Regions from separate parts of the Mus musculus genome. Here region 2 is linked to region 1. A link is a contact called in public HiChIP or PLAC-seq data. All regions are on one chromosome and are shown on one strand. The core of a region is the stretch at or near the end of the contact, and the rest is flanking DNA. Distances in the headings are between cores, read along the strand shown.

Region 1 (6,849 bases), core at 3,132-5,631:
GGTGGGACTGCATGAGCAATGGACGACAGTGGGGGAGAGAGGACCTCTCAGAGGAGCATCAGCTTGAGCCGTGTGTGTGCGCGAGTGTGTGTGTGTGTGTGTGTGAGTGTGCATACGTGCATGCGCGTGACTCTTATTCACAGGCCAGACTTCCCCAGGGCCAGCCCTGAGCCTCTTCCTCTCTCAGGCAAGCCCTTTCCTAATAAGGAATGCTTGATGGAAGGAAGAGAGGGTCTGCTCAGATCCGAGATGAGCATGAAGGTGCACACACTGGGGAGGCTGATGGAGCTCAGTCTCACTACATACTGAGTTCAGGGCCTGGAAAATATAGAACAACAGCAGCAACAAAGAACTGGTACACTGGGCAAGGCGCATGGGCCCCGGCAATCCCAGTTACTCCGAGGCTGAAGCAGGAAGATCACAAGGCTTGTGACCAGCCAAGCAACTTAGAGACTTCTTTTTTAAGGAGATGCCTGAGGCTTAAACCACACATGATTTTTGTTGTTGTTATTTGAAAGAAAGTCCCCTGTAGCCCAGGTTATCCTAGAATGCAGTATGTAGTCAAAAATGACCTTGAACTCCTGACCATCCTGCTGAGATAACCACCATGCTTAGCTCACCCATGGTCTTTTTTAATACAGCGATCCTATCCATGGGTTCAGAGACCTCTCTACCACAGAATTCCTCCCTCCTCTTTCCAACTATAGCTCTGAGACCAAGGTCAGGAAAGCGGTGTATTGCTCTAATGAAGATATCTGGAGGGGTGAGATTTGGGCAAAGAGGACAGCTTGGAAAGGAGGCCCAGAGTCGTCTTCTTCCCACGTGCTCCAGCTGTAGTTCTAGATCCTCTCACACTTCCAGAGTACCCTCCTCCCCCTACTTTCTCCACACATGGCCCCTGGGCCCTTCCCTCTGATACCACAGCCCCACCCCAGGGACCTGAGAATGGGGGTGGATATGGGGCCTGTCATTTGTTTTCAGTTTGTTTATTTATGTGTATTCATGTTGCACATATGTGTACATGTCCATGTATCTGTTTTTGGGAGATAGGGTCTTATGTAGCCCAGGCTGGCCTTGAACTGTATTTGTAGTCAAGGGTAACTTTGAACTTCTGATTCTCCTGCATCTACCTTCCAGGTATGTACGTGTGTACACAACCATCTGCACCATTTTTGGGGGGCAGAGAGGAGGGGACCAAGGCTGAAAGGAAAGAATGGAGCTGAGAAAAGCCCCTCTTCGAATCTGTGGTAGACACAGGGACATGTCCCTTGGGACTATGGCTTGTCCTCTGCCTTGGAGTTCTCAGAGAATAAGAGAGGAAAGGTTTTTGTTTTTTGTTTTTTTTGTTTTTTGGTGGGGGAGGGGTGACCATGACCCATCCTCTCTTCTGACTAAAGTTCTGAAGCTTCAGGTCTTCATTCATCCTGATTGTTGGGGGGGGGGGGGCGCTGAGGAGAAAGAAAAGTGGGGTGAGCCAAGAATGCAAGGACAGAGGGGAAAGTCGGAGAAAAGCAGAACTTAGAGAAAAAAGAACTGGGGTGGGGGAGTCAGAAGCTGGAACAGGGGTGTGTGTGGGTGGGGGGAGTCAGAAGATAGAACAGAGGGGTGTGTGAGTCTTTAAATCCCTGGGGGAAGAGGCTGCAATAAAGGAGAGTCGGAGTCAGACGGACAGATAGAGGGGCAGAGGGAGGACAGACAAAGCGAGGAAAGGAGGAGGGTGGGGAGGGAGCGTGCCACCCACTTGACACGGGGCTGGGATCTTTTGTAAACTGCTTGCCCAACACGCTCCTCCTGGCCCCTTCACACCAGCAATCCTTTGAAGGGGTGTAGCGTTGTGCCTGGTCCTGGATAGACCTGCTGCACACGTGGGGAAGCTGTGCCAACTTCCTGCCTCGCCTTTCTCTCTTAACCCACCTGCTTCCCAGAAGAAGAGGCCTTGTTCAGTGGAGCAGGGGCAGAGGCAGGACCTCGGAGGTATGCAGAGGGTCGAGGAGTGAGATACCTGGCCCCTCAGGTCCCCGGGCCGCTGCCACCCACCTGTTATCTCGTCCCCGTTCTCTGGTGTTCTCCTGACTTCGGTCGGTCAGCAGCTCCCTCACTGTAGCCTGCATCTGCGGTTGCCAACCCCCTCCTGCCCTGCCGCTGCCTCCTCCTAAGACCACTAGCCAGTTTCTGCTCCCCAGTGGGTTTGGGGTTAGGGAGGGGAGCAGGAGCCTAGGTGGGGACGGGAAGGCTTGGTGTGCTGTTGAGGACCTGCTAGGGCCCTGCTGACATGGATGAGGAAGAGGAGGGGGTCTTGGTGATGGATGATGCTGGTTCTTTGGTGAGGGGATAGTAGCAGAGGGGGTGAAGGCAGGTTGGGGGAGGGGTGGTGAGGAAGCAGGGTTGGGGGGGAGCAGGACCAGGCTCACATTTGCCATTCAGGGCAGCTGACAATAAAAATGCTTTATTGCCAAGAAACTGGATCGATCGGGGCTGGAGGGGGCCGGCAGGGGGGACGCGGAGGGCTCAGCTTAGAGGCCGGCGGCCGGGCCTCCGCAGCGACCAGGGCCCCAGCCGCCCTCCCCCCTGCGCCCCCCTCCCCGCCTCCTGCCCTTTCTCTCTCCTGCAGCCACCGCTTAGTTCTTATTATATTTTTTCTTATATATTTTTCCCCCAGCTTCTCCTGCTCCTGTTTTTTTTTTCCTTTTAATTTTTTTTTTTTTTAAACTCACTGTGCTCCTGAGGCTGCAGGCTGGGTGGGGGTGGGGTGGGGGCATCTGCCCAGGCGGGGCCCTACCCATTGGCTTCTAGGGCTGCTGTCTATGGGATGAACCCTCACTTTAACTTCACAGTCCTAGCCCTGGTTCAATCAAGCTCCCCCAGAGTCTGGCCCCACGTCCAGACTCTCATCCTCCTCTCCTATCACCCTTAAGGTCTTCCTTCTGACTTAGGAGTGCCCCCCACACCCACACTATGGTGGGCTCGCAGCCCTGGGCAGACCCTCTTCCTCTCCCCCCTACCTGGCCCCTTGCTTCCTCATGGAGCCATTTGGCTGATGGTCAGAACTGTCCGTCAAGGGGGCTCTGAGCCCCTGAGGACTCAGATGGGAGGAGGCAGGGGGAGAGGTCGAGGGTCAGGCCACGGCCCCTCAGCTCATCTCTTTCCCCTCCCCCTTCCTAACAAAGGGAACAGCAGACCATCGCTGGGGGTGGGAGGGGGCTGCCTGGTAGTCAGAGGGAAGCCAGAGAGGGGCTGTGGATGGCCATGGGCAGGAGGCAGGGTGAGGGCTGCCTGCCCCTCCTCTGCCCGCCCTCTCGGGTCAAGGCTAAGGTGATTCCTCAACCTCTCCAGGCTGGGAGGGGAGGACGGGTCTTCGAAGACAAAGAATGGGAGCCCCAGGGAGTTGGGGGCTGGCAGGGAAGCACCTGGGACCCACTATTTTGACTTGGGGAGGGACAGCAGGCACCCTCCCTCAGGCACCCTCCCTCCCGGTTCTTGCTTTTCCCCTCCCGTCAGCCCCGCCTCCCATCTGCAACAATCCCTCTGGATCTCAGAGCTGAGGCAGGATTCGGTTGGGGTTGAGGGGGAAACTGAGGCCCAAAGAAGGGGCAACAAAGTCACAGGGAGAATGTTGCCCCACTTTGACCTTCAGCTTCTTAGCCTAGCAAGGGAAAGAGCCCCTCTCTCCCAGTCCTTTCTCTTCCGGGTCAGGGCTGGCCCATGGAGGGGGCAGGTAACAGAAGGCTGCTGGAAGAAGGGGGGGGGGGAGGCTGAGGGGCTAGAGGGGTTGATCTCTGTATTCCAGGCCAGCCACGGAGGTTGAGGGACCAAAAGACCTTAGCATGCTGTCTCTGGCCTGGGTCTGTGGTGAGAGTCAACTGGAAAGGACAGGGTAACCTACCCCCACCCCAGTACCTGGAAAGAGACCTTCAGAGAGGGTTCTCTCCCGCTCACTGCCACATAGCAAAGGTGGACCCACAGCCTGGACTGCCCACACATGACACCTGCCCAGCCTGACAGTAGCTGGCAAAGAGGAGCCATGGCTGGCAGCCATCCTGACTATGGAATAAAAAGCCACTGGAGAAACAAAAAAGAAATGTTCAAAGCCTGGGGGGGCTACGCTCTCCTGCCAAGGCTGAGGGGGCTCTTGGAGAGAATAAGGGCCGCAGCCAAAAGGAAGTGGGGGGCAGGGCATACCCCTTTTCTGGGGGGGGGCTCAAATATGCTTCCACAGCTTGTCCAGGAGACCCTAGATGTACCCAGGACTAAGGGGTCCCAGCTGCCCTCCCCCAAACCTCCCCTCCCTTCTCTCTCTCTTTCTCGCCGCTATCGACCGACCAGGCTGTGACATGGTGGATCAATACAGCAGGGATATAAAGCCGGCTGGCTGGCTGCCTGCCTCTGCCTCTCTCTCCCTTGCTTCTCTTCCTTTCTTTCCCGGAGCCGCACCCAAGCCCCCACCCCATGTACCCCTTACCCCTACCTCTGGGGGGGGCCAGCCATCACCCCATACTCCCCTACTGCAGGAGAGTTTAGGGGGGCTGAGAGCTTGGAGAGCCAGGAGAGGGGGTGAGTATGGGGGTGGGCAGGGAAGCAGATGGGTGTGGGGGGCTCACATCTGCAGGCGAGGTGGCTGGGTAAACTGAGGAACAGCTGTTTAGGAGGAAAGGGAGCACCCCCCTCAGAGGGATGGGGCCCTTTGAGGGTAGCTGAGGGTGAGGGATGAAGCCTTGGGTGGTGGGCAGGGTTCCTGGCTAGGCAGGGGGATGGGGAAATGCTGTTCTGAGCCTGTGGGAGAAGGGAAGAAAGGCCTGGATACTGGATTTGGAAGGGCGAATGGACAGAAGCAAGAGGGGGCACCCTGGGCAAGCCTGGTGTCTACCTTCAGGACCTTGGCCTCACCCCAGAGCCTGGGTTGAATGAGCTGGGGTGTGGGTGGGCTTTCTTAGGGAGGTAGACAGGATGTCTCAACCAAGGGGCTGTGGAGTCCGAATGGATGCCACCCATGGAAGGTGTACACAGGTCCTTAAGCTGTGTTAGGGGACTCCAGAATTGTCTCCTGACCGCCCTGACCCTCGAGCCATGTCTGTGTGTGACTATGAGCCTGTGGGGGTTGTCCTGGGGATGCTGGGGCTTGTGCATATATGGCCATGGTGTCTCCATGATTACTGGGTGTCCTCAAATGCCCGTGTGGCCCTTGCGGGGATGTGGATGAATCTCAAGATGATACTCTCTCTGTCCCTAGGAAGGGTGGTGGCTAAGTGTCCCTAGTGAACCGGATTGTGGTGACATGTCCACGCCTCTGGTGGAGTGTGTCTGAGTGTGGGTGTTTTGGAGTGAGTCTGTATGTGTCCCTGTGTCTGTGTCGTGCGGGGGGGTGGGGTGGGGGGCTGTCCTTGGGCTTCAGAGCCTGTTTGGTCCTCTCTATGTGCATCGAAGGCTCTATATGAGTGGTAGAGACTCCGGTGGGTTCACTCTGTGTCTACCTGCTCCAGATGACCCTGTGTGCTGATGGTCAAGTGCTCTCTCATCAGTGGGATGGAGGCTCTGGGTGTGTCCCAGTGTGTGTCACGGTGACTCAGTGTACGTGAAGGGGGCAGAGGTCACATCCCTGAGTCTGAGTGGGGGAGGGGGTGGAGCAACAGAGGCTGCCACCGAGACACTGGCTAGTGTGGTTTATGGCTACATCATCTCCACATAGAATATAAGGGCCAGTCTGCCTTCTTTCTTCCCCTGCCAGAGGCCCCAGAGCCCTGCCAGGATGGGCTCAGTCTCCCTCCCTTCCTTCTCCCACCTTGGGTGGGGTGCGCCTCTGTTCTTCAGCACCCTCTGCTTTGGTGGACACTACCTCAACTCCACCAAGCGACCTCCGTCCCTCCCAACCCCCCCAGCGCCACCCGCTCCCCCCACCCTCCCCCCACCACAAGTCCAGTCCAACCCAGACAAAAGCAATTACTCCTGAGGTAGGATGTGAGTGTGGGTGTTAGAAACAGAAAAAAAATATAGTGGGGGGAAGGGAGGGGGAGGGAGACACACACACAGAAGCAGGGATGGTCAGCCAAAGACCTGGAGAGACAGGGATGAAGAAAAAGACAGAGGGAGAGAAGGAAGGACAGCTAGAGCTACTCGGGGCAGAAACCGAGAGATGTGGATGGACAGAAACATAGATCCAGGAGACAGAGGCAGCAGGGGAGAGCCATGGAAGGCCAAGTAGAGAGACCAGCCAGAGAAGCACAGTAAAAGAGAGCAGGGGACACAGGAATGAAGAAAGAGGACAGGGGACAGTGTGAGGGTTGGGGGAGAAGACATGTGGGGAACCCCAGCCAGGGTCAGCCAGAAAACACAGACAGGGAGAAACACAAAGAGTAAGAATGAGATCTGACAGGGACAGATGAAAGACAGACGCACAGACAGAGGTGGACGGACACTGGTGATGTAGTGAGAAACCCAAGCCAGCAAAGACAGAAAGCGCTGAAGAGAGTTCAAAGCCTTCTCCTGACAAGAGCACCCGCGCGCGCGCGCGCGCGCACACACACATACACACACATATACACGCTAGGTAGGCTTCCTCCCCACCCCCAGGCCAGAAGTCAGGTGTGGCCAAGCCATCCCCATAGCCCTTGGTCCCCCAGAGCCAGAATGAGGAGGGGACAGATGCTCTCAGCTGTCAGACAAGAGAGCTGGGCACAGTACATCCTCGCTGCCAACACCAGCCAGTTAGTGTCACCTACGTGTGCCATATACCACATTACTCACGCTGGATGCCCAGAGAGGACACAAGAACCCCTGCAAGGCCCTTCCTTTCTGTCTCACAGCTGTGCCCTGCCTGCCTAGTGCCCTTAGCTCCTATCTTTCCTCCTTGGCACC
Region 2 (6,849 bases), core at 3,004-5,503, 240 kb after region 1:
AGAGCCAGTGCAGAAGCAGAAGCTGCGATGCTACGCACGGGCAGAAAGGGGAAGCAGCAGTACTGAAGCGAGCATGGAATGGAGAACATAGTGTGCTTACAGCTGAGTGAGACCAAGGGAGGCCCGAGAGGCAAAGAAGGGTCTAGGCTGAGGGACGGATTCCATTCCTTGCATCTGGAGGGCTGTGAACTGGGGAGGCAGAGCATACAGGGTCTTCCTGAAGTCAGGAGAAACAGGGGTGAAGCAGACAGTTCGGGCTAGGTACAGGGAACTAAAAGTCAGAAATGGGGAAATGACAGGTACAAAGAACTTGAGCAGATCTGCTGAGGCCTAGACAAGGGGTAGATGGCTCTCACGGAAGACTGGGAGATACATGTCAGGTGGCAGACAGGGGACTCAGCCTCAGGAGGCCAAGGAAAAGAATCAGTAGAGTTCTTGTTCACTCAGTAAACATTGGGGAAGTTCCGCTGCGTGCTAGGCTTTGGGAGGGGGCGGGGACTGAGTAATATCTGAGATCTGGAGGCCTCCCTCTGCCTTCCTGGAAGTTGACATTTTAGAGGGTGATGCTGTCTTACATTCTAGCAGATCTGGGTCCTCAGGAGCTGGCAGCTGGCCCAGTCTGTGCTCTTGGCCAGGGACCCAGTAGGCCAAAGAGCACAGGAGCTCCTGGCCATTGTGGCTACAATACCGATTTAGGCAGCCTGGAATTTTTTTTTTCCAGTGTTGATGCCAGGACAGCAAAGTAGGAAGATGGCTGGCTCTGCCGGGCCCATCACAATTCGTAGGGTTCGTGTGTGTGTGTGAGGGGAAAGTCCCAGAAAGAACTGTGTTGGGTTGTTCAGGATCAGAGTGGTGGAAGGGACAGAGAAGCTGAGAGAATGGTGGGCTCATCTCTCAGTGAAGGCAGAGAGAGGAAGGCCCTGGAATTCTTTTTTTTTAAATTTTTCGAGACAGGGTTTCTCTTCGTTCCCCTGGCTGTCCTGGAATTCACTCTGTAGACCAGGCTGGCCTCAAACTCAGAAATTCCCCTCTCTCTGCCTCCCAAGTGCTGGGATTAAAGGCGTGCGCCACCACGCCCGGTGCCCCTGGAATTCTTAATAGGGCTCCTTGATACAGCTTGATATAGTTCCTTGGGGCTCCCTGGAACAAGCACTGACCCCAGACGGGGCAGCTCCGGCCTCTGCTCTGACTTTAGTTCTCTATGTTCTACAATTCTCTATCCCCCAACTTATTTATTTACTCATTTGCGTGTGTTTGTTTATGAAGCAGGGTCTTTCTATATAGTCTTGGCTTGCCTGGTATATATATGATGCAGCTTAGGCTAGCTTCTATCTTTAAATAATCCTTCTGCCTTTAACCTCTTGAGGGTATTGGGCTGCCTCACTTTCTGTGTGGTGACAGGTTGCATCTTTCTGAGGTGGTCTAGGATGGGCAAAAGACATAAGGTCCACAGCTTAGGTCAGAACCCAGGGAAGAGATCAGCCACAACCAAGTCTTCCCCACTGTCACCAACTATGATGGGTGTGGTGTGTTGACCCTGTCCTGAGGGCTGCCTAGAAATCATGTGATTTTTATAGTAACTAAGCCCAGGTGCCAATCTGATATCTGTGGGATGGCACCTTCTTCCTTCAGTCCCAGAGTCTCAGTGAAGACGACAGGGAGTGCACGCCCACACAAGAGACCTTTGAGATCAAGAACTGATCACCCTCCTAGGGGCTCAAACTCAAAGGAACTTAGGGGACTACAAAAGAGTGAATGGGGAGGCGGCTTAACAACAGAGTGCTTGCCCAATATTCCTGAGGCTCTAAGTTCAATCCATAATACTTGAAAAAGAAAAAGAACAAATGAACCTCTCCTGCCCTCAGGGGTTGAAGCTCTGGCCTCTTGCATGTTTGAGAGCTCTTTTTCCATTGAATTACAGCTCCAGCTTTCTTGTTACTTTTGAGACAAGCTCAGAGTCAGGCCTCGGACTTGCTATCCTCCAGCCTCAGCTTCCCAAGTAGCTGATGATATGTGCCTGCCGAGTTACCCAGGCCCAGCTGGTGAAGAGGCTTCTGAGACATGGTAGATCTAGTTACGAGCCATGAGTCTGTGCACCACAGAGCCCAGTTCTGAGTTCCTGCCAACTCTCCTTACCAGTCTGTGGGCTGAGTCATGAATCTAGTAATTGTGATTACTGTGGACACTACCTCAAGGACAGGTTCCAGGCCACCAGTGCCTTCACTGTGAGCCCAGAAGGACATGGGGCAAGGGACTCACCTGGAAGCCCAGGCAGCGGCCGTAGAAGCAGCCTTTGTGTAGCGTGACATACTCTTGCAGGAAGTCAGCGGTGAGTCCTTCATCACCCTCGAAGAAGAGCACTCCTGGTCGGTTGATGGTCAGCAGGCGCTGGGCATAGTAGGCCATAGCACGGAGCTGGGTGAGGGCGGCCAGGTAGGCCTCCAGCTCTGCTAGGTTGTGGCTGGCACGGAAGAAGATACTTTTGCGGTTAGAAGCCACATAGCGGGATTTGTGTAGTAGGTGTGCCAGGCAGCATCGGGCTGTGTGCACCAAACTACGGTATCCGTTGGCTGGTGTCTCTGTGTCCAGGTCAAAATGGTGTGCCACACCCAACAGTTGGCCTAGGGTTGGTTCCAGCCCCAGTGCCTGTTCCCGAACACCTGCAAAGACATTAGACAGCCGCCGTGCTGTCTCTCCTGGGCCCTGGCTTGAGAAGAAGGCCATATTGTCTTCTGCGAGTGTCACCAGCGACTGTGTCATCGTGCGTAAATCCATGCTGTGTGAGAACGCTGAGGCTGTGAGAAGATGGGAAGGTCTGTGGTTACCCTTTGCTCTGTCAGGCCCAGGAGTCCATGCCCTTCCTCTCTTTCCCTAGGCCAACCAAGTATTCAAACCTAGGACCGTCCTTGCTGAGATGCAGGAGTCCAAAGCCGAGCCCTCTCCTTCCTCAGGTCTGTCCCAATCCTCCTGGAGACGCAGGGGCCTTCCATTATCTTCTCTCTCACACCTAGGAATTTATCTCCTTGTCTTCTAGAAGCCTGCGGCTGCATCCTCATCCTCTTTCTAGCAGCTGGGAGTCGAAGCCCTCAGACTGAGCAGACCCTGACTAGCTCCTCTTCAGAATTAGAAACCCACTGACCAGGTCTTTTGGCCTTCTTCCTGGATCTAGGAGTCCAATCTCCTGAGCCCTCTATTCCAGAGGCGGGCCCACCCTCTTCCTTCTTCCTTCCAGGTATTCAAGGGTGAACTCCTATCTTTGTTTACTGTCTTTGGACTTGTCCTTCTTGTTCTGGGAAATCGGGATGCTTAGCGGTTCTCCTTCTGAAGACCCACGCATTCAAGTCCCACTCCAAGTTTCCTTCTCAGTCTCCTGGGTTGCCTATAAGCCCTTCCCTTCTAACAATGGTTGGGAACGTTACTCCCTAAGACCAGCCATTACTATCGCCTAGGACTGCCCTCTATACCTAGCCCTCCTTCTGAGCCCTATCCACAATACCAGCCTCTCTGCACCAGGGACTCACTCCTGGTTACTTAAGCCTTCCCTCCTTGTTTTCCTGTAGGATTCCCTAAACCCAGCATCCCTTCTTTGGATGGTCTCCTAGCTTTCAGCCTTGCCCACCTGCCTTAGACTACACTGTTCCATTCTCCTGCCTGAAACAACAGTTCAAATAGCTAATAAATATTCATCTCTCTAGCCAAACCCATGCTACGGTTTAGATTGCCCACAAAGACCCTGGATGCACTGGTTCAGACATAGATTACAGGAGGGGAAACTAAGGATCATCAAAGAGCCAAAGGTTGTATGCATAATTACAGAGCCCACTTAATCACCGATTTCTAAGTCCAGAGTTCCTACATACAGAGCACTCCTCCTAGGACTCTGGAAGCTCAGCTTCTACTTGTCCTTCAAAGTCTGGCTCCATGCTTGGCTTGACTTCCCACATTCAGGGTCCTTTGTGATCTTCTTCCAGCGTCTCCTTGGGTATTCCTGCTATTTAGACTTGAATACCACATCTTGGATAAGTTGCCCTTGACACTTTGGTAGGGACATTACAACCTTCCTGAGTGATTCCCCCCACCCCCCTCTGGAAGTCTAGGGCCCTGCCTGGCTCCTGGATTTGCAACCCCTTGTTTCCCTAGAAGACAGTGTCTCCTCTCCCCTCCAGGCCCTGGGTTCTGTCTCTTGGTTGGGCCTGCACTCACCCCTCCCTGGCCTCTTCCGACTGGAGCTCCCCAAGCTGGCACAGCAGGTCTGTGGCTAGTGCCAGTAGCAGCCTGGGGCGATAAACTGGGGGAGGGACTAGTGGGGTAGGGTGTGGCCACTGCTTCACCTCCTATCCAGAAAGGATAGTGAGAACCACATGCTGTAAACAGAGCCCAGAGTTCAACTCCTTGCCCCTCCTGCCTGCTGGACAGGCAGCTCAACAGAGTCCTCCTGCTAGGTTCTTCCTCAGAGCCCTGGATCCCTGCCCTCTCAGCCCCTCCTTGCTTACACCAGGGAGCCCAGGCCCAGGCTCTCCTTGCTCAGACTCGGGGATCCAGTTCCAGTCTTCTCCCTTAGGACCCAGGAGTCCCAAGCTTTAGTCCTGAACACACTGTCCCCTCTCCCCCAGAAAGCTGTCCTCTCCTCTCCCCCAAGTGGATTCAGGGAGCCAAAGGCTCAGTTATGCCAATTCCCCCCCTCCCGACATTGGCCCTGGCACAGATGTCTCCAGCTGTTAGGGAAAAGAAGTGGCCAGCCCTGCTGTCCCCTCTGGGAGTCCAAAAGCCGATTAAGGGCATTACCAAACTCAGCTAGGGGCCTGAGTCACAGGCCCTCCTGGGTGCTATTCTTACATGTGCATCCTTGGCTTACCCGTAACTTCCGCAGCCCACCCTGCCGACAGTCCATGGGAGACCAAGGCTCAGATACTTTTGCAGGGTCTTCCGCAAACTCCTCACCTAGCCAGCTCTTTCTCACCCTCAGGCAGGCCTCAGCTCGTGGTGGTCGCTCCCTTACGTCTCCCCACCTCTAACGTCCACTCTCACTTACCCACTAAAGCTTATCTCAACCCCAGCACACTCGTACCTTTGCTTTTCTGTCTGTGTCCTCTAGGACGGACACAGATGGGTTTCTGTGGAGGCACAGGGCTCATAAAGTGCAGTATGACTGCTTAGAGCACAACATTACAAATGGCAATCAGCTGTGGGGCCTTCCAAAGAGCCTGCTGTACATGGGAGGCTGACAGGCAGCACATGTCTGCCTGTGGCCCTGGCCTGTCATATTGATGAAGGGAGAGGGTGGCCCCATGGCCCAGCACACTAGCAAATACATGAAGGGCAGAGGGCACGAAGTAGACTGAAGGCCAGAGGCAGTGGCTGGGAACCGGGGAGAGGGTTGCACCTTCCCAGGACTTGCAGACAGACAGCTGGACCAGACCCTCAGGGGTGGTTAAGCTAAGCAGCTGTTACAGTGGGATACTGGTCCAGGTCACTTGTTGGGTGATCCTAGGTTAGCTCTAAATTCTCCATCTGGAAGCTGCTGAGCCATTCTGCCCACCCAGGGTGGGTGGACTGCTTCATGAGCAGTCCCTCATGGGCTTTCCTCCTGGGAGTGGAACCCATGTGCTAAGCATGCGCTCCTGTGAGTGCTACCCCTAGCCCAGGGAGGCAATGCATGCGTGGTTTGCTCCCTGGCCTCACTCAGCTTGGCCTCACTGATGGAGGCGGGGGAGGGGGGGTTGGGGGGGTTGGGTTCTTTTTCCATGCAGTTCGTCACTACCCTAATACACTATATGACTTCATAATCATTATTTGTTCTGTCTCCCCATGAAATTGTCTGTACACCCTGAGTTCAGGGCCTTCTCTGTTGTGTTCTGCTCTTAGCTGGTACAATTTTCCACTTTCTAAGCCTAGCCTCACTCACTTGTCACACTGTATACCTTATATCTGGCACATCACTCTGCTAGGACTGACTGCCTTCCACGCCAATGTAATATGTGGGGAGTACGGTGTTGGGACATTTTTTGAAGATGAGGAACACTTGTGGAAGGACAAGTGATTGGGATGAAGCAGTGGGAAGGGTTGGATCCCCCAAGCCCTTGTGACTTCTGGGCCCTGCTCTTTGCCCCATTCAAGATTCCCTGAAGACTGGGCTGGCTAGAGGCAGGAGGGAGGGATACGGAGATTGCCAGAATCCCAGGCAGAGGGCACTGGGATAAGGGCATACCCAGTGGGGACATGGGTAAGTATGGCAGGAGTGGGACAAAGGTAGGGTCGAGGGGGGGCTGGCAGTGGGGGAGGGGGCCCTAGCCAACTATGACCCAGTCCTTTGCCCTGCTTTGGTGCTGGGAATCAAACTTGTAGACAAATGCTAGACAAATGTTCTGCCCCTGACCCATGCTCCTACCTCCTCCAGCCCTTTGCCCTGAGAAGCCACTTGTCAGCTGAATCAGGCCTGGACTTTGGTTCCTGGGGATATACCAGGTCAATGTACCTTGTTTCTTGACATGTCTGAAGGTATGTGTGTGTTTGTTAGCCTGTGAGTCTAAGTTTTGTCTTAGTCTTTCAGCTTGTATGGGGATGTGCTCATGTTTTTATGACTCCACACCCTGGGACTGGGGATGTAGATCAGTTAGTGCAGCACTTGCCTCACTCCACCTGGATCTGGTCCCCAATTCTGTGCAGACTGAATGTGGGGGTGAATATTTGTAATCCCAGCACTATGATAGTGGAGACAAGAGGATCTGATGTTCAAAGTCATCTTGAAGTAAATGGTGAGTTTGAAGCCAGCCTGGGATGTATATATGATGCTCTACCTCTCAAATAGCAGCAACAACAATAAAAACAACAAGAATCGATGTACATGTT

What was found. HiChIP or PLAC-seq counts read pairs in DNA pulled down with a chosen protein or histone mark.
Region 2: a contact with region 1 is called in an H3K4me3 HiChIP or PLAC-seq map of embryonic stem cells, with 38 read pairs. The contact joins the promoter of Lipe here to the promoter of D930028M14Rik in region 1. A contact is called at or near these places in 19 of 39 promoter capture datasets (the 3T3-L1 cell line, the C10 cell line, the HPC-7 cell line and 11 more), 7 of 115 datasets of contacts at active chromatin or transcription factors (T-cell acute lymphoblastic leukemia, bone marrow-derived macrophages, embryonic stem cells and 2 more) and 1 of 9 other capture datasets (adipose tissue).

Annotation. Positions count from the first base shown.
Region 1 is chr7:25,148,076-25,154,924 of GRCm38.p6, forward strand. It overlaps D930028M14Rik (RIKEN cDNA D930028M14 gene), which reads left to right and starts at 4,382. Exons shown (of 3, transcript NR_045847.1): 1 at 4,382-4,551. It also overlaps a transcript of Pou2f2 not described here.
Region 2 is chr7:25,385,859-25,392,707 of GRCm38.p6, forward strand. It overlaps Lipe (lipase, hormone sensitive), which reads right to left and starts at 4,254. Exons shown (of 10, transcript NM_001039507.2): 1 at 4,204-4,254; 2 at 2,260-2,795. The coding sequence starts at 2,775. It also overlaps a transcript of 4732471J01Rik not described here.